Linked DNA regions of Macaca mulatta: region 2 is linked to region 1. A link is a contact called in public Hi-C data. All regions are on one chromosome and are shown on one strand. The core of a region is the stretch at or near the end of the contact, and the rest is flanking DNA. Distances in the headings are between cores, read along the strand shown.

Region 1 (4,520 bases), core at 678-3,177:
CTAGAAGAGCACAGAGAGGTCAAGGGGTGAGAGCACTTTAAAAGGCCACTCCTGGTAAAGACAGCAGCCTTCAGGTTGAAAGTCATCGTTGGCCGGGCGCGGTGGCTCAAGCCTGTAATCCCAGCACTTTGGGAGGCCGAGACGGGCGGATCACAATGAAACCCCGTCTCCACTAAAAATACAAAAAAATTAGCCGGGCGTGGTGGCGGCGCCTGTAGTCCCAGCTACTCGGGAGGCTGAGGCAGGAGAATGGCGGGAACCCGGGAGGCGGAGCTTGCAGTGAGCCGAGATCGCGCCACTGCACTCCAGCCTGGGCGACGGAGCGAGACTCCGCCTCAAAAAAAAAAAAAAAAAAAAAAAAGAAAGTCATCGTTAATACATTCTGAGAGCTGCGCTGAGTGCATTAGCAACATTGTTATATTTATTCCTTACCACCACCCCTTCATGGTGCCTGACCACCCCTGCTCTGTGTGGCTGACTGTAAGGTAAGGCCCAGCGTCGACCAGGCAGATGGCCCTCCTCTGACCACCACATAAAGTGGCCTCAGAAGAGGTTCCTTTTTAGGAATAAGAAGACTGCAAACTGGGAAGGAACTAGGCTTGAAAACAAAATGAACTCCACCCAAGAATGCTGTAGCTGGTCTTCCCAGGCTGCAAGAGGCGTTCTCCATCTCTAGGAGTTCAGCAAAGAAAAAACAATAGAGCACAAGACAAATGAGAGGTGGCCAGTAAAGGCAGGAAAAGTCTCCCATAAAACCTGGTCAGCGAGTCCCTCCCTCCATTCAATGCCTTTACCTGGCAACACATCAAATCCCAGCAGCCAAGACTCTCTTAGGTTTCTCATCTGGGTGTCCTGCCGGGACTCAGGCAGGATGGTGTGCACAGAGCCTGGCCCAGAGAAGGCACAACGGCGGTATGAGTAACTGACTACAAGAACCTGCGTCTTTCCAACATGCATTCCCCACTAATCCACAGGTACACTGACCCTTGTGCACAGAGACTTCATCAAAGCATTATTCGTATTAACCGAAGGATGGAAAACAACTGGTTAAGTAACTGCAACTAAACCCTGTGGAAATGCCACTGTATATGAACTCCAAAACATATCACCATATCTCATCATAACAAAGTCACTGTGGACGGAGATGCACCATGACTTTACGTAGCATTAAGAAACACACTCACAGAACCAATGAACTATGCTCCCGTTGATTGTACAAGAAACTCAGTTTCAGAGATGACAAGAGGTGGGGAAACTGGGAAATACTGTTAAGTGGAAAAACCAAGTGCAGACTAATGTATATGGCACGCTACTCCGTGTGTGTGGGAGAGAAACAGCGTGTGTGTGTTTTAAAGGAAAGGGCTTTTATAGGCACATATGCTTTTATAGGCATAGAGAAAATTTCTGCAAAGATACACAAAAACCCAATAGCAAGAGTGGCCTCTGGGAGTCGAGTTGGAGGATGGTGATACAAGGTGGTAGGGAAACCCCTCTTTTCATCCTTAGATGTATATGTAAAATATACATTTTAAAACATATATTCTCTTTATAAAATAAAACTTCTTAAACTACCGAATGCAAAATAAAATTAAATAAAACAGCGCATCCTTCTGGGAGGATTTACGGGCATACTATCTGGAACCAGCCGTGGATCCGGAGACTGTACCGTTATCCAATCCTGACTCTACCACAGCGACCTCGGGCAAGTTCTCCCCCGACTGGGTCTCGGTTTCCTCAAGAGTCCAGTCGGAGGTCAGGGAGCTGCTCTCGGGGCGCCCCTCCAGCTCGGAGCCCCGGGCCGCGGGCACCGCGCGGGTCCCGGGCTGGAGCAGCGGTTTGCGGGCGCCCCGCGGTGCAGGCCCGGCCAATCAGCGGCCGCGGGGCGGGAGCGGTGGCTGCTTGGCGGGCGCCGAGCGGAGCGCGAAGCAGAGGCGCCGCCGCTGTCCCGGAGCAAGCCATGCCGCGCTTGTCGCTGCTCTTGCAGCTGCTGCTTCTGCTGCCGCCGCTGTCCCCAAGCCTCGGGATCCGCGACGCGGGTGGCCGGCGCCCCGAGTGTGGTCTGTGCCGGCCAGAGCGCTGCCCGGCGCCCGCGCCCTGCCCGGCGCCCGGGATCTCGGCGCGCGATGAGTGCGGCTGCTGCTCTCGCTGCCTGGGAGCCGAGGGCGCGAGCTGCGGGGGCCGAGCCGGCGCGCGCTGTGGCCCCGGCCTGGTGTGCGCGAGCCGGGCCGCGGGGGCGGCGCCCGAGGGCACTGGGCTCTGCGTGTGCGCGCAGCGCGGCACCGTCTGCGGCTCTGACGGTCGCTCCTACCCCAGTGTCTGCGCGCTGCGCCTGCGCGCCCGGCACAAGCCCCGCGCGCACCCCGGTCACCTGCACAAGGCACGCGACGGCCCTTGCGAGTTCGGTGAGTCGGGGTCGGGGATCGGGTGGGTAGAGAAGAGGGGATTCCAACCCTCTGGGGTGTGGAGCGAAGGATCCCCCTGCCCAGTGGTGGACGGCTCTGCCTGGGACTCAGTTTCCCTTTAGAAAGCAGTATTTCGTATCTCTCCTCGTGCTCAGAGAGACTGGGACGAGAATCCTTGGAGACGCCACTCACCGTGCTAGTCGAATTTTTGGTGAGCCTGCTAACCCTTTTGGTACGTAAGTACCTGCTGATGCAGTCACTTATTTGTAGGCATGGTATGTTTGCCGGGCAGGAGACTGGGAGTTGAGGAGGGGGATCAGAGTTCCCAGGTATCCAGCGCTAGGTGGATTGTTTGAATGGGGAGGAAGGGAAGTTGAAGATGCGCGAGGAGGATGAGTTCCAGACTGGGGAATCAGGAGTCACCAGGCCATAGCACCAGAGCACCAGGGCCCCAGGTGTGGGATGGGGCTGAGCTGGGATGCTGAGGGCGCTCCACCCAGGAAAAGTAAGACCTCTGGAGACGTAAGATCTGAAAAGATCTTGTGGTGCTATTAGGGGCAGACCCAGGTTTCGAGGGTCTAAAACATATATAATTTGGAGAATCCTGTCTTAAGTAAAGGAATAGAACTGCTAGGGACTTCGAAACTTATTATGAAATGTTAGGGACTTAGAAACTTAAGCTTCATTAACATCAAAGTAAAATAATCTCTGTGTGCTATAGTTGCCCACTCTCTTTATGTACCTTTTGAAAACCAAACAAAAATAAACCAAAACATTAGTACTGCTTTACCGGCTTCCTAAGCATGAGCGTATCCTGCCCATTAGGTACTGGAGAAGTGCCCCTGTGTACTCTGTCTGGAGTGGGCAGTGAAGAGTTTAGGGTGAGTGAGACGGCGACCAGTGAGTCCCAAGGAGCCTAGGTTTCAGCCTGGGGTTCAGGCTTCTAGGAAATAATTCTGGCCTGAGCCCAGAGACCAAGTCCAGACTTTAGGGCCTAAGACAATGTAATGACTTAGCTTCAAGAAAGAAGCTTGGGGTGGGGTTCTTCCCAAGCCTTAAGAAGGATCTAGTAGTCTTTCCCCTCAAGTAGTTCAGGTAGATGTACCCAAGTCCAGGAGACACAATGGGTTGTTGGAGATGGGGCAGGAAGCCTCCTGTCCTGGGAAATGTAAAACCAGTGTGTGGCCAGTTGAGCACAGGAAAGTCACCATTGACTGTTCCTAGCTGAAGCTCCCCATGGAGGACAGAGCTGGCTGGGGGTGCATCTGTGCTGCCGCTGGCTCCCTGAGTGGCTCTGGACAGGCCCCTTCTCCTCTCTGGCCATATCAGCCCTAGTGGAGTCATTGTTGAGGTCCCTCTCACTTGGAACAGTTTGTCTCCGCCATGTGGCACTTAAGCAGTCCTGTCTCTTTCCTTTTGCTAGTTCCTATCACTCGTCTTTATAATCTGCTTTCCTCAGCAGTTAATTCACAGGCAATTCTCTTTGTCTCCAGACAGGTAACACTTTAACTCCATATGCAGGAGACATAAGAAATGCTGACCAGGTCCCTAGACTATAAGTGGTGCTGATGGTCTTAGATAATTTCTCCCCAGAGTGGCATTCTCTTCCTAAGAGAAAGGCACCTTAAAGACATTCAGACCAAATCTGCTGTTATACAGAGAAAGAGACTGAGACCCAGTAAGGTCAGAGCCCTTGTCCAGGGTGACCAGTAAAGGATGACCAGCTCCCTGGTCCCAACACCCTGTCCAGTGCTCTTTCGGCATAGGACTTGATAGTATTAAGTCAGGCAGATGGTGGTTACCATGGTTACCAGAGTGAGGCCAGATGGCAGATGGAAACTCCATACTCCTAATTCACTGAAAATTACCAAATGACAAGTAAATGTGACAGCCCCTCCACTCTGATCTACGGGCTCTGACGCCCACCCCAGGCACAGACCCAGGGAATAAAGATGTTCGTGGGGCCACACGGAAGCAACTCAGAACTGCTTTTCATGATCTCATTAGCGACAGGCGTCAGGCCTCCCCGGGGTTCAGCCCTTCTTCTGCATCAGCCTTTGTGTCATCCACCACAGAACCGGGCACTGTTTGCCTGTCACTGTCTGTCCTGAAGTGCTT
Region 2 (4,520 bases), core at 1,136-3,635, 33 kb after region 1:
GAGAGCATCATGCTTTACAGTTTGCAGGCCGTCTTCTCAAGGGAAATTTGCCAAGCCTCTCTCAGCCCCTAACTGATCAGGGTCGATGATGACCCCCATTTTGCAAGAAGGCTGGGCACCAGCGAGGTTCAGGGACTCACCGAGGACGCACAGCAAGAAAGTATAGGAGCCTCACTCCAGATTTCCACAGGCCTAACTTTGCACATCCTCCAGAATATGGGCAATTTTTTACAGTTCATTCACTGCGGGAAGGACCGGACCTTCTCTATCCGCGAGGACTGCGGCAGCGCCCATCTCACCCCGTCTGTGGGGGAAAGGGCGCAGCCTCTGGGTTTGTCCAAGCCTCGGGGCTATGGTCAGGAGCCCTCTGTTGGAGTGGGCCGAGTGGGCAGGAGTGTTGAAGTTGAGCTAACGTGGGAAGGTCTGGGGGCGTCTGTGTCCTCGGAGCCCCTGTACCGTCACCTAGAGGCAGGGGCTGGGATTAGGGGGTGTGGAGAGAGTCCTACCATGCAACTGTGTCCGGAATTGGTGGGTTCTTGGTCTCACTGACTTCAAGAATGAAGCCACGGACCCTCGCGGTGTGAGTGTTACAGTTCTTAAAGATGGTGTGTCTGGAGTCTGCTCCTTCAGACTTTCAGATGTGTCTGGATCGTCTTCCTTCTGGTGGGTGGTCTCGCTGTCAGGAGTAAAGCTGCAGACTGTCGTGGTGAGTGTTACAGCTTTTAAAGGCAGCGCGTCTGGAGTTGTTCATTCTTCCTGGTGGGTTCATGGTCTCGCTAGCTTCAGAAGTGAAACTGCAGACCTTTGTGGTGAGTGTTACACCTCATAAAGGCAGCGTGGACCCAAAGACTGAACAGCACCAAGTTTTGTTGCAAAAAGCGAAAGAAAAACGCTTCCACAGAGTGCAAATAAACCTGAGGGTGTTGCTACTCGCTGGCTCTGGCAGCCTGCTTTTATTCCCTTATCTGGCCCCACCCACATCCTGCTGATTGGCCCATTTTACAGAGAGCTGATTGGTCTGTTTTGACAGTGCTGATTGGTGCGTTTACAATCCTTGAGCTAGACACAGAGTCACAAAGTGCTAGTTAGCTAGATACAGAGTTAGCTAGATACAGAGTACCAACTGGTGTATTTACAAACCTTGAGCTAGACACAAAGTGCTGACTGGTGCGTTTACAATCCTTGAGCTAGATACAGAGTCACAGAGTGCTAGTCCTCCCAAGTCTCCATTACGTTAGCTAGATACAGAGTACCAATTGGTGTATTCACAAGCCCTGAGCTACACACAGAGTGCTGATTGGTGCACATATGAAACTCCAGCTAGATATAAAAGTTCTCCAAGTCCCCATCCAATTCAGGAGCCCAGCTGGCTTCACCCAGTGGATCAGGCTGCACCCGGGCTGCAGGCGGAGCTACCCGCCAGTCCCGAGCCGCGCCTGCACTCCTGAGCCCTTGGGCTGTCGATGGGACCCCGCGCCACCGAGCAGGGGGCGGCGCCCGTCGGGGAGGCTCAGGCAGTGCGGGAGCCCACCGTAGGAGAGGGGCTTGGACATGGCGGGTTGCAGGTCCAGAGTCCCGCCCCGCCGGGAGGCAGCTAAGGCCCAGCGAGAATTTGAGTGCGGCGTCGGCCGGCCAGCACTGCTGGGGGACCCGGTGCAACCTCCGCAGCTGCTGGCCCGGGTGCTAAGCCCCTCACTGCCCTGGACCGGCGATGCCAGCCGGCCGCTCCGTGTGCTGGGCCCGCCGAGCCCGCGCCCGCGCCAGCCGGAAAGCAGGGGTTCCCGCCCGCGCTTCTCACTCCACACCTCCCGGCAAGCAGACGAAGGAGGCTCCGGCCTCAGCCAGCCCAGAGAAGGGCTCCCACGGTGCCGTGGCCGGCTGAAGGGCTCCCCAAGCGCCGCCAAAGTGGACGCCGAGGCCGGAGGCCGAGGAGGCGCAGAGAGTGAGGGCTCCTAGCACATTGTCACCTCTCACAACGGCGGAAAGGCCAGCCCCCAGATGGGGACGCCGGGACCCAGAGAGGAAAGCCCCCACGCGGCGCCGGGAGCTGCGGCTTCCCGGGGGAGCCGAGGGAAGACCCGCGTTAGTTACCTGCAGCAGGCTTGGGCTTAGGTTCAGGATCAAGCTCGGCTTCAGGCCCTGGCCCTCCCAGCTCTGTCCAGCGGGCCGCCTAGGGCTGGCCGCAGGTCCCGCCTCCGCGCAGCCTGGGACCCAGAGGCCAGTGAGGCTCCGCCTGCGCCTGGGGCGCTGCCTACGTCCTGCCACCGGCCAAGGCCGCTCCTCCCTCGCCCAGCCCGGTCTTTTTCTCGGTCCCCGCCCCTCTACCCCCGGCAGCCCGCACCGCTTCAGTTCTCCCTCCCTCGCGTCTCCGCATGCCCAGTGTCCACGTTGCTCAGATCTAGGGTCCTAAGGCACTGGTTTGGGAGCAGAAACAGAGATACGCAGAGAGGGACAGGGGCTTCCCCAGGTCACACAGCAAAGTTTTCGGAGACCGAACCCCAACTACACTTTGCCTTTCTCCCCGCTGCAAGACGCTGCTTGACTGCCATCCTTTAGACTCCCCTTAACCTCCTCTCTGCCTCGCCTGTCCCTCATTTTTTTTGTCCGGGATTCACTAATTTCTGTCCTCCACTTTCACTGCCCCTTTCTTCAGTTCCTTTAAGAAGATTTTGTATTTGGGCATTTTTCAAAGTACATTTTTGTTCTAAGGACAAAAAGAATGTATGCACAGTGTAGAAAGCTTGGAAAACACAGGAAAGGATGAAAAAAGAAGAAAAAGATCACCTGTAATCTCTTCACCCACGGTCACCATTATTATGGTTGGGTGTTCGTCCTGCTGGTATTGTTTCCTCTGCATCTTTCAAGAATTATTTTAATAAAAATAAAATCATGTAGCAACCTCTGTTGTGCTGCTGTAAAAAAATTTAAACACTTAGCGGTGTATTTTGAAGTTCTCTCCTAGCACTAATTACAGATGACATTATCCTCTCCAAGGTGGCATAGAATTCTGTTGTAGGGGTAAACTGTTGGATATTTAATTGTCTCCATTTTGTTGCTATAAAGGTTGCCAAGATGGAGCACTGAACACGCATCTCACTCACTCCACCCTCACTGCACCTTCCTTCTGGCTAGGGTGGTCCAAACGCTAACTGCCATGTTTCCCAGCCTCATTTGCAGTTAGAGTTCTGGATGTGGACTAGATGCTGTTAATCAGTAGTACTCTGCCGGATGTGGAAGGCGGGCACGCGTTGGAGGGTATTGTCCTGCCCCTGTAGGGCGGCACTAGCAGGAGAGCAGAGATACGAGACGTTCTGCGGCAGCATTCCTTGTCCCTTCTCCAGCTTCCTGGCTGTGGACTGGCCGCTGTGGCTGTAGTCGCTCCTTGACCTGGCTTCCTGCTCTTTGAATGGAGGCTGCAGGAGATTGTCTGAAGTGGCCTCAGACAGTCACGAGGCTGGTGGGCCATGTCCATATTGTCCTGAGAGTCAGTCCGGGTCTGGCTAAGGCTTGCTTCTGCCTCCCACACTTGCAGCAGCTCTGTGAGCACCCAATTCCCTTTATTAAATCCCTGCCTCTCCATCTATCTAGGGTGTTCACATGCAACTGCTTGCACCTAATTCACTTAGTTCTTTCTTTAAGCTACATCTCTATGGAATCTTTTGCTTCCATATCATCCTTAGGATGTTCATAGCCCTTGCTGCAAAAGTTAGCCCTCCATGAAGGCATTGTGATTGACATATTATCAGCTTGATGTCCATGCTTTCCTCGGGTTTCTCCAGCAACCGCATCAGCCCCTTGCCAAGGCCCTCCTGCCTTCCCCACAGCACGTGAACAGCCTAGTTCCCCTTGGGCACTTGGCATAGCACTCCAGGATTGATTGACTTAATGATTAACTGACCAGTCCTTAAGAGGCCTCATTGATAGAGGGAGTGAGTTTATGGCAAAGTGAATATCAGTCCTCATGTCAGAGTGCATTGGAAACTGTGGCAGATCTGAGAGGCCAGTTGCAGACAGGAAGTGTCCCCCATGGGGCAAGGTTGGAGGCTGTGCCCTTTGAGGAGCAGCTGAAGGATCTGGGATGTTCACCCTTTAGAACTTGAAAGACAAAGCTGTGCCCTCCGATTCTCTGAAGGGCAAAACCAGACAGGATCTGTGAGGTCCTAGAAGGCAGAGCCAGACCAGTGAAGAATACAGAGGAATAACTCCCAGACAAAGCAGAGCTGGCTAAGGCTGGGAGGCCTCCCTTGAAAGGCAGTGGGCCTCTCATCACTGGAGGAGTACAGGGAAGGACAGATAACCATTTGGCAAAATCCTAGTTCAGATAAGAGCTAGACAAGGGGCTCCCAAACTTAGTTGTACATCAGAATTGAGTGAGAAACTTAGTTTTGTAGGTGTTTTGAGTAGGAAGAGATTAATATTAACACAAGTGGCGGGAGGCTGGGAAGTGAAGGGCACTAAGCCACTGTCAAGAAATCTGGAAATGCTAAGATTATAGGGAGGCTACTACCAGTGTTCTCTGC

Evidence for each region. A called contact is a pair of places that touch in the nucleus more often than the background predicts.
Region 2: a contact with region 1 is called in a Hi-C map of fetal cortex germinal zone, with 2.2 times the contacts expected there. The contact joins the promoter of ALDH1B1 here to the promoter of IGFBPL1 in region 1. A contact is called at or near these places in 2 of 14 Hi-C or Micro-C datasets (fetal cortex germinal zone and liver).

Annotation. Positions count from the first base shown.
Region 1 is chr15:61,167,424-61,171,943 of T2T-MMU8v2.0, forward strand. IGFBPL1 (insulin like growth factor binding protein like 1) reads left to right here and starts at 1,928. Exons shown (of 5, transcript XM_015117410.3): 1 at 1,928-2,402. The coding sequence starts at 1,958.
Region 2 is chr15:61,199,803-61,204,322 of T2T-MMU8v2.0, forward strand. ALDH1B1 (aldehyde dehydrogenase 1 family member B1) reads right to left here and starts at 2,386. Exons shown (of 2, transcript XM_001114412.5): 1 at 2,092-2,386. All of the region lies in intron 1 of LOC144334622 (a long non-coding RNA gene), which reads right to left.